Regions from separate parts of the Arachis hypogaea genome. Here region 2 is linked to region 1. The links are chromatin contacts, called in public Hi-C maps. All regions are on one chromosome and are shown on one strand. The core of a region is the stretch at or near the end of the contact, and the rest is flanking DNA. Distances in the headings are between cores, read along the strand shown.

Region 1 (4,100 bases), core at 817-3,316:
GCTGAGTCCAAGTTGCCTTGTCTGGCCCCTTTCTTTTAACTCCTTATCTTGGCTTGTCCACCACCAATAATTACTTTGATGCTTCTTCTCTTGATTTGTCACTTCTCATTTGGGCTAATGAAAGGCTACTGAAAATAAAGATGCCACCATCCACTAGTTATTTATGCATTATGTATATATATATAGAGATATATATTCTTTGAAAGTTCAGCAACTTTCTTTTTGTTGAATCCAATCGGTAAAGGCATTAAGGGTGTTCATGTCAGCTCTATAGTACTTTTGAGTGAACTCAAGGAGCATAGGCCATGTAAAATCAGGGTACACCCTTGGACTAAAATCATCATCCACTAATTCTCTTGGTGGACTCACCACCTTATCGTTTCTTGGACACAAAAAGAAAGCAAGTGATTTCCTTGTTGTCTTGTTGTTCACCACTGCTCTATGCAAACAACTCTTGTATTTTCCATTTGAAAGCGCCTACACAAACATTAATAAACTATAAGAAACTCGTATAAAATACAATTATACTACGTGTATACAGTTAATAATTTAATAATTATCTTAGTTTAATTTAGTAAATTGATATAAGATTTGGTTTAACTACTTTATAATAGTATGTTTAACTCTTTTGGTATATTACAAAAAGTATTATTTTGAATTGGAAATAATATTATTTACCTATCACTATTTACTAATAATGAATATAATTAGTGGCAAAAGAAAAAAAACAGAACAAAGCTGATTGTTTGGTAAAAGTGCATGAAACATACATACCATGAAGGTGTCTCCGATATTGACGACAAAAGCATTGAAATTTGGGGTAATGGAATGCCACTCGTTATCAACAAACACTTGCAAGCCACCAACTTGGTCTTGGTGAAGAATGGTTAAAGATGTTGGATCACAATGAGGTCCAGTTCCTAATGTTTGGTCTGGTTTTTGACATGGTGGATAATAGTTCAACCTCATTATTGACCTATTCTCTTCAAAGAATTCCCGGAAGCATTCTTTTCCAACTCCAAGGCTCATTCCAAGAAGCTCCATTATCCCCAGTGAAAGTTTGCTCATAGCTTCACAGTAATCTTGGTATATTGACCTGTTCCACATTTAGAACAATAAGAATATTACAAAACAGAGAAGAAAAAGAGTAAGTTAACTTGTTCTTGATCTTATTACTTTATTATTACCCGAATTGTTCGAATTCTTTGCCCATTGTGTTGGATAAGTATTCCTTGACAATCTTTGGTGAGTTTTTCTCTGCGGAGAATTGAAAAGAGAGTGTCTCCTTCCATGGAAGCTTTGATGAGAATCTGCCAGTGAAGCTACTAGCATAGCCGCAGTGTTCCCCTGTTTTCCTCTGAGCTCTCTGTTTCTCAGACAGGGGAAGCTCAAAGAAATCATCCATGTAGCTATGTGCATTAGAGATCAAGTCGGCGTTGATCCCGTGGTTGACGACGAGGAAGAAGCCATGCTTCTTGCATGCCTCCCCAACGAGCCTGACGGCTTCCATTGTGGCGGCCGGGTCGCCAGACAAGAAGCCGCCTAGATCGATGAGGGGGATGACAAGCTTGGATACTTGCAAGCTTGGCTTCTCCTCGTCAGGCCAAATGAATTGGCTTGGGATTTGGTGTTGATGCCTCAAGATTGAGGCATCAAACACCAATGGTGTTGTCTCACTTTCTTTGTTGTTGTTTTGGTGTGGTTGAGTCATGGATTGAGTACTTGTTATGCACTCCATTGCCATTTCATTAACCAAGGAAAAAGTATAGCTATATTTATATTCCAAATTCGAAATTTTTAAAAATGTTGAAAGAAAGAAATGGTTTGTGAGAGGGGATGAAGGAAAAGCCAAGGCCGCTTATTGGGGAAATCACACAACACAAGTTCGAATCTTTATATAGGCAGAGGGCATTCTCTCTCTCTCTCTCTCAGTTGTGTAGACACAATTGGACAATTGGTGAAACTCACTCAATACTGTAAGCACCACTTCCATACAAACAGTAATATTCTCTTCAAAAAATAACATCAATTTTGTTAGGATACTCCTTGTGATTAGAAAAGTAAAAAAATTTATAATTAAAAAATATTAATTATTTATATATTATATTCACATGGATATATTTTTATGTAAATAATTAATTAAAATATTAAATTTTTCCAAATATTTTTAAAAAAATTTCATTATTAATTCATAATAATATTTCTGATTTTAGACAGTTATTTGAGTAAGGATTTCTTTTATTATAATCGATATTAATTTGATTCTTTTACTAAGACATTATTAATTAAAAGCAATATGCATTTGATTCTTTGAATACTGAATATGAAAAGATAAGTACATGTATGTTTTTTTTAATGTATTTTGACTAATAAATTCAAATATATGTTAATTAATTTAAATATATGTTATTTAATTTAATTTATTGTTATGTTAATATTTGAGCCGTTGTTAATCAAAACTTCTTCTTTGTTTTCTTTCTTAATCTTAAATATTTTTACTTTAAATTTTAGATTTTTATTCGTTGCTTATATTTTTATTTTACTATCAAATCTAATATGTCAATTTATATTTTTTTGTAATTTATTTTTTAATAGTTATATGTCCACCAACACTTATATAATCGTAGATATTTCTTCAATTTGTAAAAAAAAAAACACAATTTTTTCGTTTCCTTTTATTTTATCTATTTTTTGTATTTTATAATTTGTTTATTGTAAAAAATCATATATATTAAAAGAGAATCTTATTATTTTTACTAATTACTCTTTTATTCAGTAATACTTTTTTTTTCCTATGATGTGTTATTTATATTCTTTGATTTTTTATAAACTATAAAATATTATTATTTATTATTGCATTCTATCTTTTTTATTTTTTATTTTATTTCTGTTAATTTAAGTTTTTATAATTTTTTAGAATAAAGTGACAAATAAGTTTTTAAAGATTTACGCTTCGAACATATTAATCTTTAAAAAAATACCAATAAAATTCTCAAGAATAGCAGACATGGACAAGTTATATTCAAATTAAGACCTTCAACCATCATTATAGGAATTAATTTGGAGGTAGTGTATCCATATCTGTTATCGTAGAAAACTTTACTGGTACTTTTTTTCTTTATATGCTAATTTGTCTAAATTATAAAATACTCAGAGATTTATTTGTCACTTTATTCAATTTTTATTATAAATTTTATCATTTTTATTCCATATAAATTAATTTATCATAACTCTTCACACGTTGAAACTTCTCAATGTTTAAGTTATATTCTTTATGTGCTTATTTTAATTTGAGAAATTGAGTGATAAAATAACATTCATAAAAATTGTATTTATGCATAAAAGATAAGTATAAATTGTATCCTATATTCTCTTAATAAAATTTTTATTATCTATCTTAAAATAAAAAAAATATTATAAATTATTTTGGATCAATAAATCAGTCATTGTTATGATAAGATATTATGCATTTATCTTATCTTTAACAATTTTGGTAAATATTTAAACTAACAAAAAAAAATATGTTGGTAAGTTTTAACAAATACCAATATTTCTCGTATTACTTTAATTTTAAGAATGAATATGATATTAGAATATAAAATAATTCTAGATAAATTTTAATAAAAATAATTTTTCATAATTTTTTTATTATGATAATAAAAAAAATTTTTTCGACAAATTTTATTTTATGTTAAATTGTACTTGCTCAAATTAATTTTAACATAAAAAATTAAAAATTTTATTCATAAAACATGAGAAAATGTTTATAAATTTAACTACTAATGTTATTTAAAAAAAACTTTAAAAAGATAAAATTTCAATGTAAATATTCAATTTAATAAAAAATTATATATTACTATTAATAAAGAACTGTTATAATTTGAAAATAAGTAAAATTATTATTTATTAATTTTATTATTTTTAATATTAAATATATTTAAATTTTAAATTTAATTAATTTTATAAAATTCTTATAACAAAAATTACTATGCATGTTTTCATTTAAAATATAAAAAATATTTTATACATTTTTATATATTATTATTTCGTATAAAACACAGATACATGTACTAATTCCTGGTAAATCCAATCAAATTGAA
Region 2 (4,100 bases), core at 1,110-3,609, 51 kb after region 1:
TGTTACTCAAGATGGTTTTGGGTTTATTGATTCATTGGTGCTCAAAATAAGAGATATCATGTCTTGGAATTGACGTGTTAACTTTCGTTTGATTATGAGAGATACAAATACGGTGACAGATATTATGGCAAAGATGACGATGAAATTACAATTTTCGCATGTAGAACTTCTTTCACCTTAGGAGAAATTTAAAAATAATCTTAAATAGAACTGCCCTCTATTTAAACAATTTCTTGTTTTATTTGTTTTGTTTTCTTTTGTTTAGTTTATTTCCGTCGCTAAAAAAAAACTACTGACCAAATTTAAAGGAAGTACTGTCCAGCCTCTTTAAGAAACTATATAAACACATTATCCCTGGGGGCTACGACTTTAATAATTTGCAGCAAAGTATGTTATGTTTACGAAAGTTATTACACAATGTCAAATGAACAATCACCATGCATCTAAGAAATAGTACAAGCAGAATCACGTCAAAAATAAATAATAAATAAATAAATAAATAAAATACAAGCATGATAAGGATGAAAGTCAATTAGTTTCATGCCACGTCGAGTATATAGAATTTCTTAGCATAGTAACTTCAACATTTATTTATTTATTAAATATCAAAAGGAAAAAAAATAAATATTAAAAGAATAAGAGCTATAATAAAATTATTTTTTATTTCGAATGTACGTTATATTTAAAATGTTTTAAATATGTAACCCTACCAAAAAATTAAAAGCATTAAATTTTAAAGGAATGATTGAGGCATGAGGGCCGCATGATCAAATAAATTTGTTTTTGCTTTTGTCCTCAATTGCAGACAATCGTCCCCATGCCACATACCTTATCAACCTCAACAATTTTATTTGTTCTCCACATACTCTATCTCAGTTTGGGTCTTACCTAATAACAATAATAATTCTAACAAAAAATGTCACATGTACATTATCTTTATATATACTTTCTTTTATATATCTCCTGTTTTAGTGTTTTCAGTGTTAGAAATATTTAATGAGAAATAAGAGAAGATAAAGAAATTAAAAATTACTATATACATTTCTTTGTTTTTTTTACATATTTTATTTTTATATTAAAAATTATTTATAAATAAAACTGAAAAAATATAAAGAATTCATCTTTTATATTATAAAAAGATGATATCTACTCTAATAAAAATATCAAAAATATCTTTTTATAAAAATATTTGTTTAGCCACAGCCTTCACGATATTAACACGTTCTCCGTTTTAGAAAAAAGTTAGTAAATTTTTTTTTATTTATTAAAAATCGTTTAACAAAAACTTCCAATCAATAATAATCATATAATTAATAATAAATTATGTTTTCTTATATTATTTACTTATAATATTTACTTATGTATTATTTATTTATGGACCAATCAACTTATTTTATTAACAGGTAAAATTATTTTATTTTATAATTCATATATTAAATTATATTTTAAATAATATAATTAAAAATATTTAAAATTAATTATCCTCTCTTTCTCTAGTTTTAAAGATATTAATTACACTCTTTCTCTCTAATTTCAAACACATTAATTATATATATTCTCTTTTTAATTTTTGTAGTCTAATTCTGGCTATTTATTATGTCTATAATTAAATGCTCTTATTTTTTATATAAGAACATCTTTTTCACTAGATACTATATATATATATAGAGCGAGAGAGAAGTATACACAAAATGTCGAAAATAAAGTAGTGTAATTGTCATTTTTTTCCCCTTAGATTTTGTACCTTAGCCTTTTCTTTTTCTTTTCTTTTTTTACAGAATTATTGTAATCACAATTTTAGAATGTTTAATTCATATTCAATTATTGAAAAAATGATACATCTCTTTTACTAATTTTTTTATGTCATTTACCACTATCATACATAAAAGAAATTGGAAAAATGTGATGCACAATTTTTTTACTTTTATATTATAATCATAAAAAAATTTGTATTCCTAATATTTAAATTCATGAGCATTTAATAAAATTTATATGTTATTATTGATGCATATTTAATCAATAAAATAATAAATTAATAAACTTGTTAATGTTTAATATGATAAAGGTTATTAATGGGATAAGATTTGAATTAATAAACTCTCATATGCGCAGGCGCAGCAGCATCCCATTATCAATGTCGTTTTCTTTTTTTCTTTTTTTTCATTACACAACTCACATACACTATTTTTATATCTGTAATGGGAAGTTTTGGAAGTCTATTCTGACTTGAAAGGTATGATCATAAAAGGCCAAAAAATTAAAAACGAGTAACCACACTAACCCAAAAGGCCCAGGCTACATACAATGTATTCTAAAAAACAGGCTGTTTCTGTACTGGAAGAAACTTTGTGGGTTCTGGGTTTTCGGTCATTTAAGGTTGTTGGTTTTGTTTTGGGTCTGAGAAAGGTTACTCTTATATGTTTGAGAAGCCTAGAGTTGGACTGGATTTGAAATGATATGGGCCTAAGATTTCAACCAATGAAACCCAAAAATATTGCCAAACCTCTCGTTATGAGGAGAGTTCCTGAGAGAGTTCCTTATCACTACGGCAACGTGTGGTCTTATTCCAGTAGAAGGTAGAGTAAGAACCATTAAGAAGAAGCAACAATCGGAAAGCACAACTTGGTGGGAAGATTGTCACGAGCCAATTAAAAAAAATGGAATTAGAGGATGACCAAGCAATGAGGGGCAAACTTGACACTGAATACAAGATAAATTCTGTTATGCAAAAGAGATACTTGGCAGCAGATGCGGTTGAGCAGCTGAGGAGAGGCAGCAGAAAAAAATGCTCTAATACTCGGCTGCGTGACTATGTTTGTTAGACCACTTTTGGTAATTTAACTTCTCTCTCTCCCCTGTCACCTCTGTATCTCCTCTGGCAATATTTTTTCCTTCTTTCCTTACTTACATTCTCTAATCTTATCTTCCTCACTCAGGTACAATTTGCACACGGTTGAAGGCACTGATTCGAGTATCATCACACCCCTTTATTATTCTTATTCCTTACTTAATATACTTCCCTTTCATAGACTTTTGTACTGGTTCTGCATTATTTCTTGGTTTTTATACCTGTTGCTCTCATATATATATTGATATCCAAAGAGAAAATTTCTACCTCTTTCATTTGGTGCTTTCGTTGAGAGACATGGCAGAAGACACGAGGTTTAAAAAGGTAGAAGCTGATATTAAAACGTTGTATGAGCTTGTTGAGAAAAATGCAGAAGCTCATCGAGCTGAGGTTGCGAGGAACAATGAGGAAATGCGTTTGAGAATGGAGACGATGCATAACTCTATTATGCAGGTGCTCCAAAAGCAGCCTATTAATACAAGCCAAGAAACTGATCCTCACACGGAGTTTAGCCATGGCTCTCATTTCAGTCATGGGGGTGGTTTTCACAATCATCAACCTCACTTTAGAAAACCAAAATTCGACCTACCCAAATTTGACGGTTCAGATGCGTTGGGATGGATCTTCTCTGTGGACCAGTATTTTGACTTCTATCGGGTGCCTGAGGAAGAACAAGTTACAATTACAGGAATGCACATAGTGGGACCTACCATCCCTTGGTTTCAAATGGCTCAATGTTCATTACCATTCCACTCTTGGAATGAGTTGCGTCAAGCAATCGAACAACAGTTTGGCCCGTCTTTGTTCGATTCTCCACGAGAATCATTGTTCAAGCTGATGCAGAAAGGCTCGGTAGCAGAATACTACGCAGAAATTGTGTCCTTGGCTAATAGGACCAATCTTGAGCCTCCGAATGCTCTAAGAGACTGTTTCATCGGTGGCTTACGTATGGACATTAAATGTGAGGTAAAATCTCAGTGCCCTCCCTCATTAATTAGAGCTGTGAGCTTAGCTAGATTATATGAAGACAAATTTTCATCATCTTTTCGAAATTCACAAGGCCCAAACACTTACCGTAACCAAACAATCCATTCAAATTAAACCCTTCAAACAAGCCCTGGACAACAAAATAAGCCTGCCCTTCCCCGCCAAACATTACCACCCTTGCTACCCACTCCAGCCACTAAACCTGCCATAAATTCCAACAGAAACCAAGTTAAGCGCCTCACGACAGCTGAGCAACAAATGAGAA

What was found. A called contact is a pair of places that touch in the nucleus more often than the background predicts.
Region 2: a contact with region 1 is called in a Hi-C map of leaf, with 3 times the contacts expected there. The contact joins the enhancer-like site here to the promoter of LOC112802766 in region 1. A contact is called at or near these places in 3 of 8 Hi-C or Micro-C datasets (leaf and an unstated tissue).

The regions. Positions count from the first base shown.
Region 1 is chr5:111,807,652-111,811,751 of arahy.Tifrunner.gnm2.J5K5, forward strand. LOC112802766 (gibberellin 20 oxidase 1) reads right to left here and starts at 2,067. Exons shown (of 3, transcript XM_025846106.3): 1 at 1,188-2,067; 2 at 775-1,096; 3 at 1-477. The coding sequence starts at 1,744. The coding sequence ends at 208.
Region 2 is chr5:111,858,527-111,862,626 of arahy.Tifrunner.gnm2.J5K5, forward strand. No RefSeq gene overlaps it. Among protein-coding and RNA genes, the nearest start is that of LOC112802767, 11 kb to the right of the region's middle. Within about 2 kb of position 2,360, at least 3 of the 3 cell types and tissues checked have open chromatin away from gene starts, as enhancers often do.